Linked DNA regions of Sus scrofa: regions 1 and 2 are each linked to region 3. The links are chromatin contacts, called in public Hi-C and HiChIP or PLAC-seq maps. All regions are on one chromosome and are shown on one strand. Each heading gives the region's core, a stretch centred on a gene start, on an enhancer-like site or on the middle of the called end of the contact. The rest is flanking DNA. Distances are from core to core; before and after follow the strand shown. Region 1 overlaps OSCP1 (protein OSCP1). Region 2 holds the start of STK40 (serine/threonine-protein kinase 40). Region 3 holds the start of SH3D21 (SH3 domain-containing protein 21).

Evidence for each region. A called contact is a pair of places that touch in the nucleus more often than the background predicts. HiChIP or PLAC-seq counts read pairs in DNA pulled down with a chosen protein or histone mark.
Region 1: a contact with region 3 is called in a Hi-C map of brain, with 5 times the contacts expected there. The contact joins the enhancer-like site here to the promoter of SH3D21 in region 3. A contact is called at or near these places in 2 of 5 promoter capture datasets (fetal liver and liver), 7 of 47 Hi-C or Micro-C datasets (brain, embryonic fibroblasts, fetal heart ventricle and 2 more) and 2 of 2 datasets of contacts at active chromatin or transcription factors (alveolar macrophages and skeletal muscle).
Region 2: a contact with region 3 is called in an H3K27ac HiChIP or PLAC-seq map of alveolar macrophages. The contact joins the promoter of STK40 here to the promoter of SH3D21 in region 3. A contact is called at or near these places in 2 of 5 promoter capture datasets (fetal skeletal muscle and liver), 7 of 47 Hi-C or Micro-C datasets (embryonic fibroblasts, fetal liver, heart right ventricle and 2 more) and 2 of 2 datasets of contacts at active chromatin or transcription factors (alveolar macrophages and skeletal muscle).

What each region holds. Positions count from the first base shown.
Region 1 is chr6:92,503,622-92,507,786 of Sscrofa11.1, reverse strand. OSCP1 (protein OSCP1) reads left to right here. Exons shown (of 11, transcript XM_021095954.1): 8 at 387-456; 9 at 2,313-2,452. Among named protein-coding and RNA genes, the nearest start is that of LSM10, 8.8 kb to the right of the region's middle. Within about 2 kb of position 1,851, at least 29 of the 83 cell types and tissues checked have an H3K27ac peak or open chromatin away from gene starts, as enhancers often do. A contact at or near this core is called in alveolar macrophages, brain, embryonic fibroblasts and 1 more, where this site is marked.
Region 2 is chr6:92,482,776-92,486,881 of Sscrofa11.1, reverse strand. It overlaps STK40 (serine/threonine-protein kinase 40), which reads left to right and starts at 2,519. Exons shown (of 11, transcript XM_021095940.1): 1 at 2,519-2,956.
Region 3 is chr6:92,411,628-92,416,099 of Sscrofa11.1, reverse strand. It overlaps SH3D21 (SH3 domain-containing protein 21), which reads right to left and starts at 2,829. Exons shown (of 17, transcript XM_021095933.1): 1 at 2,667-2,829; 2 at 2,338-2,495; 3 at 2,168-2,231; 4 at 1,814-1,911; 5 at 1,483-1,573; 6 at 1,253-1,308; 7 at 1,120-1,165; 8 at 866-966; 9 at 672-758; 10 at 466-508. The coding sequence starts at 2,670. It overlaps THRAP3 (thyroid hormone receptor-associated protein 3), which reads right to left. Exons shown (of 12, transcript XM_021095929.1): 12 at 3,765-4,472.

The sequences.
Region 1 (4,165 bases), core at 602-3,101, 93 kb before region 3:
GAATGGTAGCTGCCAGCCTACACCGCAGCCACAGCAATGCCAGATCCTTAACCTACTGAGCAAGGCCAGAGATCGAACCCACATCCTCATGGATATCAGTCGGGTTTGTTACCACTGAGCCACAGCAGAACTCCTCCGATCACATTTTTTTCAGCGATACACATTGCTTTGTAAGAGGAAGCATTTCCACAGAGCGTCCCAGTGTTATGATTTGGGAAGAATCGAAATTTGAGTGGTTGACACCCACTTAGTTGTATTCTGTATTCCCAGCCCCTTTCTGGATGCTTTTTAATGCCTCAGCAGAAAAGCTATGCACTCTGTTTACATGTGAGAAGGAAATCCTGGTAAAAAGGGACAACGTTTTCATGGTTTTCTGTTGCCACCAGGTACAGTGTGAACCGGCCCGTGGAAACCCATATGTCCGGAGCATCGAAGAACGCAGCTGCACGGACGCAAGTAAGCTTCTGCCTCCCTTATGTGTCTTCCAAGTTTATTTCTAGATACAGAAATCTGGACGGGGAGAAGGGTGGGAACTCTAGATTTCAGAGCTGGTCAACATTATCCTCATTGTTTGCAAGCGTCTCCATTCCGCCTTACCAGTACACAGGTTGTTAATTACGGCTCCTCATGGAGACTTCCAGCGATCTGACTAATTAGGTAATTTTAGGCTTGGCTCCACCACCATAATTAAACAGGAACCACACACCAGGACATGTGACACAGCATGGTGCCAGTGTTACAAGGCCCTCGGTTGCTGGGTTCAGCCCTTATGGGTATTCTGATCATCAAAACTCCCCTTTTCGATGCTTCCTTGAATACTGATGTAGAAGCTAAGTTCAAAATACGGTTTTGCGGACTTCCCTGGTGGCTCAGCCGGTTAAGGATCTAGCGTTGTCACTATGTGGCGTTGTCACGGCTATGGCGTGGGTTTGATCCCGGAATATTCAGTTATTCAGCAAACTTCTGTGGGCAAGGTACCCAGGCACAGAGCCGGTTTAGATGTGGTGTCATCCTGAAGTGGCTCATAGTCCTCTGGGAAAAGCCGCAATAAGAACAAATAACTATAACATGGCAGAAGAAAAGCTTGCTGGAGGAGTTCCTCTTGGGACTCAGCGGCAACCAACCCAACTGCTATCCAAGAGGACGCAAGTGTGATCTCTGGCCCTGCTCAGTGGGTTAGGAATCCAGCATCCTGAGCAGTGTTGTAGGTGGAAGACACAGTGTCATGTAGGTCGTAGGTCAAAGACGTGTCGAGTTCTGTGGCTGTGGCGTAGGCTGGCAGCTGCAGCTCGGATTTGACTCCTAGCCTGGGAACTTCCATATGCCGCAGGTTTGGCCCTAAAGAAAAAGAAAAGAAAAGCTCACTGGGCATTCTGAGTAAAGTGCTGTGTCAGAGCATGTGTCAGTGCTGTGTCTTGTCCAGGGGAGTAGGAGCAGGGGACAGGGAACAAGAAAGATTTTCCGAGGAGGTGAAGGAGGATAAGTCAGCATAGAAAGCCAGTACCAGTAAAGGCTCCTGGGGGCATAGTGTCTGGGGGAGGCGGGGAGGCAGCGCCCCACCCACGTGGCTAGATCCTAACACAATAGAGGCAGCGGCCAGAGATTCAACTGGTCAGAGCCGTGGGGCCCTGTTTCAGAAAGGGCTTAAACAATATGGATTCTATCCTTCAGGCAGGAGGCGGTGGCATGTGTCTCAAGCAAGGAAGAAGTGAGATGAGAACCGTAGTTCGGCTGGCAGCAGAGTGATGGAAGAGGCAAAGCTGGGGAAGGCTGGTTTAGAGAGCGCCAGTTGTGAGGAGGCGTGAAGCCTGCAGGGGGCGCAGGAGTTGAGGGAGGGAGCCACAGGCAGGAAAGGATTTCGGGGGTGTGTTTTCATGGATCACCACCTGAGGGCAGTGTGGTAGGTCCTTGGACCTGGAGCCTTCACCCAGGCGGCTTACAAAGGCTGGGGGAACTAGAAGGCCTGAAGAGGAAGCAGCTTGCTTCTCCTTCAGGGAGGAAAGCTGTTTTTTGTTTGATTCTTTCTGTTTCTGTTTTGAGGAGAATGGGGGTCCCTGGGGCCTTCCGCCCATCTTGAAAGAGTGCAACTCTCTGATCTGTCGCTTTGCTAGCGTCCCTCTGCTTCTGGCATGGATTATTTCTTTTTTGGTTAAGCCTGTTTTCTCTGCTTCATTTGGGCCCAGTTCTTCCCAGAAATCATTGAAACAGTTATTGTTTTGCCCTGTTCTGTAATTCCACCCTGGGTCTCTGGGTTCTCAGCAGGAAATGTGATCCCCTTCGTGTGGCTAAAAATCATGAAATTGTTTCTGCAGGAATACACTGCTCCAAACCCTCTTGCTAAAGAAGAGCTGAATCTCTTGGCCAGGCTGATGGGAGGGATGGAAATTAAGAAACCCTGTGGCCCTGAGTCAGGATTCCGGTTGAATCTCTTCACCACTGATGAAGAGGAGGAGTATGTGTCAAACCTGTTTCTTTAAAGACATATGCAAAAATCCTCAGTGTGATAAGAATCAAAAAATAACCATTGTGTGGCGTTCCCACCACGGCTCAGCAGTAAAGAACTCGACTAGTATCCATGAGGATGCTGCTTTGATCGCTGGCCTCACTCACTGGGTTAAGGATCTGGCGTTGCTGTGGCTGTGGCGTAGGCCAGCAGCTGCAGCTTCAATTTAACCCCTAGCCTGGGAACCTCCATATGCCGCAGGTGTGGCCTTTAAAAAAACAGTAATTAATAACCATTGTAAACCAGTAACACTCATAGACATAAAGATCACAAACCAAATACCGGCCAATTCAATAACTTAGTTAAAGAAGAATCCAGTGGTATTCAATAGCCTGAACCTTCTGGAGACCTTCCAAAAATAGTTCTAATGTTTTATTGAGCAAAGCACAGTTCAGCAAGAGAACTGGAAGTCCAGATAATCATATGAAGAAAAGACTGTTGAGGAGTTCCCATTGCGGTTCAGCAGAAACAAATCTGACTAACATCCGTGAGGACACAGGTTCGATCCCTGGCCTCACTCCGTGGGTTAAGGATCTGGCATTGCTGCGAGCTGTGGTGAAGATTGCAGATTCAGCTCAGATCTGGCGTTGCTGTCGCTGTGGTGTAGGCCAGCGGCTACAGCTCCAATTTGACTCCTAGCCTGGGAATCTCCATGTGCCACGGGTGCGGCCCAAAGAAAAAGAAAAGACTGTTAAGAAACTAGAGGGTGGAGTTCCTGCTGTGGCACAACGGGAACGGCAGCATCTCTGCAGTGCCAGGACATAGGTTTGATCCCCAGCCCAGTACAGCACAGTGGGTTAGAGGATCCTGAGTTGCCACAGCTGTGGTATAAATTGCACATCCAGCTCAGATCTGATCCCTGGCCTGGGAACTCCATATGCTGCTGGGAAACAAAAAAAGAAAGAAAGGAAGAAAGGAAGGAAGGAAGGAAGAAGGAAGGAAGGAAGGAAGGAAAGAAGGAAGGAAAGAAAGAAAGAAAGAAAGAAAGAGCAGAAGGAGGTCAAAGCATGATGTCTTTGGGATTAGACAGTCTCCCCCAAACCAACAGCAGTAGTCATTCACCAAGACTTGTACAGTGCTTTACAGTTTACAGAGCACTTTGGCATTCATTATGTCTTGTGACCCTCCTCAGAACCAAATATGTTTGAGGTGGGTGTTCTTTCTATTTCCGTCTCCATTGAGGTGATAGGTACTGTGGTAAGTGTGGGGACCCAAAAATGGAGCATAAGACCTGGAGTCTGTCCTTAGCGTCATAGAAACATGAACAGGTGCACAGGTCATTCTGGTGCCATGTCATGCATTCTCTAATGGAGGACGCGGCAGCTGACTTTGCACCGGTGGATTGAAGGAGTTGGCAACTGAGCTGGGTCTTGGAGTTTGCCAAGCAGAGGAAGGGGAAAAACATTCTTGGCAGAGTTTAGTATGTGCAAAGGCACAGAGGCAAAAAAGGACTTGACTTCCTGGGTGCATTTGTTGGATGCGGATAGGGTAGGAAGCTGAAGGGAAAGAGCAGAAGGTGAATCAGAAAAAGTAGGTTGGGAGTTCCCATCGTGGCACAGTGGTTAACGAATCCGATTAAGAACCATGAGGTTGTGGGTTCGATCCCTGGCCTTGCTCAGTGGGTTGGGGATCTGGCGTTGCCGTGAGCTGTGGTGTAGGTTG
Region 2 (4,106 bases), core at 1,270-3,769, 71 kb before region 3:
GTTCAATGAGTTCCCATCTGGCACCCTCCACTGAAGGGTCCCTGGGTGGGGGGGGGGCACAGCAGGGGTCCCTTGAGTTCTCATTTAATGTTCCAGAAGGACCAGGGAAACAGCACATAGTGTATGAAGGGTTAACCAGACGGGCTTGGTCTTTGCATCAGGCCGGAATTATAGCAGCAGCAAGCATGGTGGCCCTACTGGCTTGCTGCTCCAGATCACAAACTCCATTGGCTATAAAATGAGGCCAGAATGAAAAAGGAAGAAATGACTTGATGCAGGTTGTACAGGAGATAAAAAATCTTACCAGATAGGAGGCTCACGTGGATGGAAAATACTAATAGAAGCTTTCAAGTAAGAAGGTTAGGAACCAATGACCCAGTTCAACTCTTGCCATTTTACAGTGGAGGGAACTGAGGCCTACTTTCCTCAGGGGGAAGGATGAGGGTTCCCCCCCAACCCCGGGTCCCATGATTAAGGTAATGGCAGAGCACCAGATAGTCATCATAAATAGCTCCCACTTGTTGACTCTCATTGTCTGCCAGGCCCTGTGCTAGGGGCTTTACATGCCCCAGGAGGGCAGAGCTGTGGTCTCTTCAGTCCCACTTGATCTCTAGCACCCAGTTCCACGTTCTGCACGTAACAGCCACTCCATACATCTTTGTGGCATGAAAGAATCATTGCATTTCATCATGACAACTGCCGGGGGATGTGTATTAGTAGCCCCATTTTACAGATGACCAAACAGCCTCAGAGAGGTTAAGTGACTTGCTCAAGGTCAAAGAGCCAGTGTACAGCAGTGAGGATTTGAACTTGTATTTCTCAAACTCTATGCTCTCAACTATGACACTACACTGGTGTGCCTCCCAGCAGTCCTGACACTGGTGACAGGGTAAGATAAGCAGTGCCTCTGCTCATCACAGTGGTGGTACCCAGCCACCCGGTGTGGGCCTGGCACTCAGAACTTGCCTTACCTCGGGTTTAGGGGCTAGGCCACAAAGAGAAGGCAGAAGCCAGCCAGTGGGAAGGGTTTGCTCTGTTTCAGAAGCCTAAGGACGTTCCCTGGGGTTGAAGGTCTCCTCCTCTCCTTCTGTGATAGGCAGATCTGCCTGTACCTCATCAAGCAACCATCTCATGCTGTTGTGACAGGCATCACTTTGTTATGGCAGTGCTGTCTGCTAGTATGCCCAGAGTTAGAGAGCCAGCAGGAGAGCATGTCACCGTGTGTGTGTGTGTGTGTGTGGTGTGTGTGTGTGTGAGAGAGAGAGAGAGAGAGGTCTCATGTTGGTGTCCTGGTGACAATTTTTCATTTCCTCTGACTGGCACCTTTCCTTTCTATTCATTACCTCTTCTACTCTCCTCTTTCTCTTCCTCCTCTTTGTTAAAATTCTCTATTTTGAATCTGCTGAGAGCCTCTTGGGGGTGGGATGGTGGTGTCAGCTCCAAGTGATTCATCTAGCTGATAATTAGAGCTCTGGAAAACCCAACACTCATTCCTGTCAGAGTCAGGGCTTCCGGAATCCCTAGGCTTTTCCCTTTGTCAGAGAGAGGAGCTTGCGGGGCCAGGCTGGGCCAGGCTTCCTTGTACTTGACTTTCAGCCTTCCACTGCTCAGTAACTATGAGCATTCTTTTTTTTTTTTTTTAAATGGCCTCACCTGCAGCATACAGAAGTTCCCAGGCCGGGAATGAATCCAGGCTTCAGCTGCTGGGTCGTTTAACCTACTGCACCAGGCTGGGGATCAAACCCAAGCCTCCACAGCGACCTGAGCGACTGCAGTCAGATTCTTAACCCACTTGATCCCACCAAATGTTACCTCTACTTTGACAGAGAAGGTTAGAGAACTTGCACACAGTCACTCACCTTGTAAGGGATACAGCAAGGACTCAAATCCAAACTTTTCGGCATCTGCCAGTCTTGGTTCAAATCACAGCCCTGCCGTTATTAGCTGTGTGTCTTTGGACAGGTTACTTTCCCTCTTGGAGCTCAAGCTTCTCCATCTATTCACAGACCCTTAATGGCTGATGTCTCTAAAGTGCTTAACATAGTATGTGACAGCACAGTGGGAGCTCTCTTTATTATTGTTATTCAGCCCTGTCAGCTCAGCGTGCACCAGGCACTCAGAGACAAAGAGATGGACACAGGAGGAAGTAGCCAGACTCACACCAACTCTCCCGTCCTAGTACTGCCTGTGTAGGCAATGACAGATAAGTGCCAGCCACACACCCTAGGGAAACGCAGCAATGCACACAGGATTGAACACGTGTGCCCACACAGGGATACAGAATGACACCCCCGGAGTTAAACAGTCAGACGCAACAGTCAGACGCGGCAAACACCCTGGCTCACACCTCGGAGACAAAGGAATAGAGCCCTGGTCGCTAGTGCTGCTGCGACGGAGCCCTTTTAGCTGCTTCTGCAAACCAGCAGAGGGAAGCCAGGCTCTCAAAGGGCCGCAGTGAGTCACCAGCCTGATGCAATCCCTTTAAAGGGCTCATCTGCTGGTGCAAGAAGCTGATTCATGGAGGGCGTGGTTGCTGGAGGAGGAGGAGAAAGGGACCGAAACTGCTGCAGGAGGGGCTGAGGTTAGGTGGCTGGAATAGCTAATAGGAACTCTTTACTGTAAACCTCCTTGGTCAAGACTCCAGAGATCTTCAGATTGAAGCGGGGTTTCTAAAAAACCGAGGGGCCCAGAGGGAAATGAATTGTGAGGGCTGCGACAGGAATTCCAGTCATTGATTGAACCTCACGGCAGCGCTCTCCGCTCAGGACTCCAGAAACCGAGAAATGGGGGTCAAGGAAGAATCACTTTTTTGATAAATACACTACAGCTGGCCGATCTTCAGACTGCTGGACACGTCTCCAAGCCCGGGAGGGCAAGTGTAGGGCACCAGAGGCTCAGTGAAGTCGGGGCGGGAGCGGTGCCTCCTGGCCTGGCTCACAGCTGACATAGATAAGCGGTAAGTACCGCCCCTTAGAGTCTAGGCCTCCAATCGTTCCCCAGGTTTCGGCCAGGGCCCCGCCCTTAACCAATCCTCCGTCGGATTCTGGCCTCTTGCCTGAAGGCTTCCGCCCATCGTCAAGATGGCGCCCAATCCCTGCGCCTTGGGCGGTAGACACCAGCGAGGGGCGGGGCTGTGGCTCGGCCCGGGAGGAGGGGGCGGTGCGTCACTTCCGTTGTCAGGTGGCGGCGCCGCAGCCATGGAGGGAGGCGGCGGCGGTGGTGGCGGATGGGGCTGCTGTGCTGAGAGGCGACGGTGAGCGGCTCCCACGCCCCCGGCCCGGCCCCGGCCCCCCGGGACGGAGCGCCGAGCAGCCCCGGCTCCGGGCTACGGACTATGGGCGAGTAGCGCTGAGCACCGGGGGAAGGTGAGAGAGGGGCTCTGGAGCGGGGAGTCGGGCGCCGGGGGGGGGGTGCAGGTTGGCGGGGCGGGCCTCGGGGGCTGTGGCGCGGGGACCAGGGTGACAGCCTGAGGCTGTCCGGCTGCAACAGAAACGGCAACAGCGAATACCCGGTCCTCTACCGGGTCTGCCCTTCCCGGGTGCCGAGTACCGGACGGCTGTGGAGAGTCTCGGTCCCCCCGCAACCCTGGGAGGTGGCACTGCCAGCCTAGTCCGGAGTCACTCCGCCAGTCAGTGAAGGTGCCGGATTTGAACCAGCCAGATTTTTCCCAAAAGACGCCCTCTGCCTCTCCATGCTGCCCTCCTGATCCCGAGAGTGACTTGGAAGTTGGAACGAGTCCCCAGGGAGGACCAGCCAGGGCTTCCTCCAGGAACCCTAACCCGCTGGCACGGGCACCATCGCTATTGGGGAATTTTCGAATTCCGGGCGGCATACAGGTGCGAGTCTGAGCTACCTGTGCTTGCCGGTGCTACGTTTGGTTAGCCTTTTCCAAGGAGAGAGCCTGCTGCTATGGTCACTGTTTCACCTGCCATGCCTTATCAGGCCCGCCCATTCCCACACCACTTGGCCCCACCTTTCAGCCCGTAGGTAGGGACATTGGGATTTCTCTCTCACCCCCACTCCCTAGGTTTGATGCCCGTTTTTTGGCGGAAGGAAGAGATGACAGCCGCCTTCGCTGGCAGGATAGACTTTGTGCTGTGTTAAGT
Region 3 (4,472 bases), core at 1,580-4,079:
AGGTTCCCAGGCTAGGGGTCAAATCGGAGCTACAGCTGCCAGCCTACACCACAGCCACGGATCCGAGCCTGGTCTGTGACCTACAACACAGTTCACAGCAACGCCGGATTCTTGACCCACTGAGCAAGGCCCAGGATCAAACCCGCATCCTCATGAATCCTAGTTGGGTTTGCTAAATGCTGAGCCACGTTGGGAACTCCCAAAATAGAACAAATCTAAACACATTCTTTCATGAGAATGACAGTCACATTCCCAAGACAGAAGAACAGGAACATTTTAACACACACAAAGTGACACATTCCTAACACTGACCCACATACATTCTTACTAGTCCCTTCACCCATAGGGAGGTACCTCCTAAGGGGGTACATCGACCACTGGGGAGCTATGGGTGTTTATGGGCAACTGGACTGGTGGGTCTCCTAGAGAGCAACCCTCCCAACCCCAGGTTTCCCAGACACCCACCTGATTCCCGGGATACCACTTTCCGTGGGGCCAGCTTCTTAATCTGTGCGGAGAACAAGTGTCAGAACCTGAAGAGAAGCCCTCACATTTCTAGGCCACCCTCATTTGCAGGTGGCCTTCCAGCCGTGTCCAGTGAGTGCCACGACCTCCAAGTTTGTCCAGAGTAGCCTGCCCCTTGCCACCTGAGTGCCTGGCTCCGTACTCACTGGGGGTGGTGGGAGCACAAAGTTATCTGGAAAGAGTCCTCTTCTGCCTTGAGACTCTCCTTCCCACCAGCCCTTATCCTCTGTGGTCTGGAGAGAAAGAAGCCATAGGGAGGGGAGCTAAAGCCCCAAGTTCTGTCCCCAGGTCCACCTTTCTCAAAACCCCCAGCCCCTCGCCCTCCCTCCACCTTTCGCACCTTCCTCAGTACTTTCACCTCGTCCCCCCTCCGCAGTGCCAACTCATCTGGGGCCTCGGGATGGTAGTCAAACAGGACCCTGTAAGTCTCAGGATGGGAGACTGAGGGGAGGTCAGTTCCCTGAAGCCAAAGGCCCCCCCCAAATAAGTTATCGGCTCCCTCCTCCATCAGCCTAGCTGCGTTTCTCCCCCCTCCCCCCAAGTCAGGCTGGCTTGGAGGAGGGGATACTGTGGACCCTTTGGCTGGGTGCTCACCTGTCCGCAGGTAGTCTGGAGGGCTGTCATAGGTCAAGCTGCTCAACTAATGGGGGCAGGGGGAGGAACAAGATGAGCCTCCAATCCCCCTAAGGGGAACTTACCACTTCTTTGCCCACTACACCCAGTTTACCTTGGGAGGCCGTTGGGGGCCAAGGCTGATTGAAGGCATGTCTGGGTTAACAAGGCCTGGTGAGGGATAGTGAGGTTAGGGGGGTGCTAATCCAGTTTAGATCATGGGAGAGGTCAAAGGGGTCATGGGGCAGGACATGCGGATCACAGGCTCAGGCCACTGGGAAGGGTCATTGGAGACTGTAGAGTCTGATCACAGGGGTTCACAGGGACACAGGTTCCAGGTCTCACTTGGGGGCCCACTGTCCAGCAACTCCACAAAGTTGGATGGGAAGGCTCCCAGCTGCCCGTTCTTCTTCCCCAGCCACCAGCCGTCCTCAATCTGGGGAGAGGGTAGGACGCAGGGGCATCTGGTTCTGCCCCAAGGGTCTCCCTGGGACTCTTACATCTTGGTTCACCCCAGTTCTGTCCAACGACCCCTCTCCTCCCTTGTTCCCCCTCTTTCCCATTTCTGCGCTCCTCACCACTCCCATCACCCACACCATACTGCACCCACGTCCCCTCACCCAGAGACTTGCTCCATGATCTCCTTCCAAACCCTCTCATCTCCTCATCCGCTCACCTCCTTTATGACTTCCACAATCTCCCCAGTTTGCAGCTTCAGCTCGTCCGCCTGCTCCGGGCTGTAGTTGAAACTCACTTTGCACCATCTTGGGGGGCCTGGAAATTTGGTGGGGTGACCTGGGGTCGGAAAGGCAGGCTGCTTGAGCCTTCAGCCCCAGACAGCAGAGCTGGGGGAGGGGCGGGCCGCGAGCGCGACCCAGTTACCTCCAGGCCCCGCCCCAGGGCGGAGCATTGTACTTGAGAGCCAATCACGGACCGCAGAGCAGCCGAGCGGCCCCGCCCCAGACAAGGCGAGCAGTGGGCACTTCGCAGCCAAGGCTACGCGCGCCTGCCCACCGGCCCCAGCGCTCACCTCGGCGGCGGGCACAGCGTGGTCTCGGCACCTCCCCGGAACAACGCAGAGTCTCTGGGATTTCCTGCGAAAGAGCGCACCGGAAGGGGGGCTCTCAGCTCCCGGGGGCGCGTGCTGAGGTCCGCCCCCCGCCCCCCACGTCCCTCGCCCGACCTCTAGCCCGGCCTCACCTGCACCAGGCACTCGGGGAAGAGGCCACAATGGTCCCCCAGCTCTCCACGCAGCCAGCCCCGTGCCGGGCCCTTGCACACCTGCCGGACCACGTCCCCGGGCGCCAGGCTCAACTCATCGTCCTTCTGCGCGCGGTATCCGGCCAGGACCAGCACCTCTGCGGGAGGAAGGAGGATGGCGCGGAGACCGGCTCAGAAGGGCCCAGGCTGGCAGACTGGCCGTAGCGCGAGTTCCAGGCCCCGTATGGAGAATGGGATGAGGGTGTAGTTTTTATCGCCATTTCCACGCGGTTGCATAGAGGAGCCACCCCCAAACCCTCTGCACGTACCCATGGCTTCCGGGGCGCCTTCCAGAGCCCAGCAAGGACGGCGTGGTCCGCTCGCAGACGAGTACTGGGTCCGGGACGGCTGGGACAAGCCGCGAGATTGTGAAGCCAAGGAGGCGGAGACGCGAGCCGATAGGTCGGGCTCCAGGTGCAAGGAGTAGGTGTGGGAGAGGGGGCGGCCTGGCTCAGCAGGTTCGGCCCCCAGCCCGGGCCTGAGGACTCCAGGGTCTCTGGCCAGTGCCGGAGCCACAGCTCCCCCATATGTTCGTTTGTCTATAGTCACCTGAATTTCAGTCCTGCCACCTCCCCCCTCTCCTTTTCCCAACCTTGGCCCTGAGGGTTCGTCCCACCCTTAGCCCACAGCCTTCCCTGGCCTACCCTCACCCAGCTGGCAAGATTTTAGCGGCAGGGGTAAGGTGGGTGGGGCCTACATACCAGGGTGGGGTCCCCTAGCAGGCAGCAACCGCTCTTTCTAAGGCGGGTCCTGGGCGGCGAGGGTGGTTGCTTTGGTCTGCACAGAGCTATCGCTACTTTCTCAGGGAGGCATATTCCTCCCAGGACTCCCTTCACGGGAAGACGAAAAAAAGCGCAATCACCCTTCCTCGGGTGACGGGGACTTAGTTTGGTTTCAGAGTACACCTCCGGATTCTCAGTGGGGGGAGGCAGGAAGAAAGGAACTTCAGAAACTTTCAAGGTTCTTGCTTTCTTAGCTAAGGCCAGAGCTGGCAAAGCCTCGCGCCAGTCCCTTGTGGGATAGGCTTTCAGGCCCTCTTCCTGCTCAGTGGTGAACACAGAAGGCCCAGCTTGTTATCAGCACCTCTCGAGCTCTGCCCCACCACTGTCAAAGTCCTTGCTTATGACACCAGAGTGAAAAAATGTTGCTCTCCTAGGGTGTCCAAGGTACAGGATATGAAGCAAAACCATTGGAATGGGAAATGAGGAACACGGGTGGCTGAGGCTCCTCCTAGAACTGAGTGTGGGGCTGAGCAACAGCCTAGGTGCCGCCCGCAGACATTTTGTCTCTCAGGTTCCCTGAAGCTCCCCCCAACCCCTCTCTGCCACACACACACACACTCCCAGGGTGACAATGACCACAGCCCATTTACATCTGCCACTTCATTTATTTTTTTATTTGCAGGAGGAGTTGAAACAAATTTTAAGGGCATTTTTTCATTTTCTTCCCTAAACATGAATCATTCAAGTAAAACCAACTTAACTATAGAAATGTAGCAAAGTAAGGGGAAAGTAGCGCAACAACCCAAGAGGCAAAGGTCGAGGGGGGAAGAGGTGGGTGCAGTCCGCATATTACATATGCATAAATGCCATATGATTCACCTGCTCAGGACCGCCTCCCCAGAAGGCAAGCACAAGGACCCATTGTAAGATGATGTTTCCCCCCCAAACATCTGAGAATGTTTCAACTTAAAGCTTAAGGTTAAAAAAAAAAAAAAAAAAAGAAAAAGAAAAAAACAAAACAAAAAACCCCCACAAACCACCCAGCCATAACCACCTTCCTTAATCAATCATAGGAGTTTCTTTTCATTTTATAAAAAGATTAATAAAAAATATTGAAAAAATTATCTTCTCATCTTATATTTGTAAAGATAATAGAAGTCAGAAGTTTCTTAGAAAACAGACCAGAAACTGCCAATCCAGTTTCCACCCCTGTTGCTGAGAGGATCAGCAGGACTAGAAAGTTTGGGATATTGGAGCTGCTGGTGGAGAAGGGGAAGCCCAGCCCAGAAGAAATCAGAAAATATGGGGGGGGGGTGCACATAGGGTGTGGTTAGGAGCACACCACGTGATACA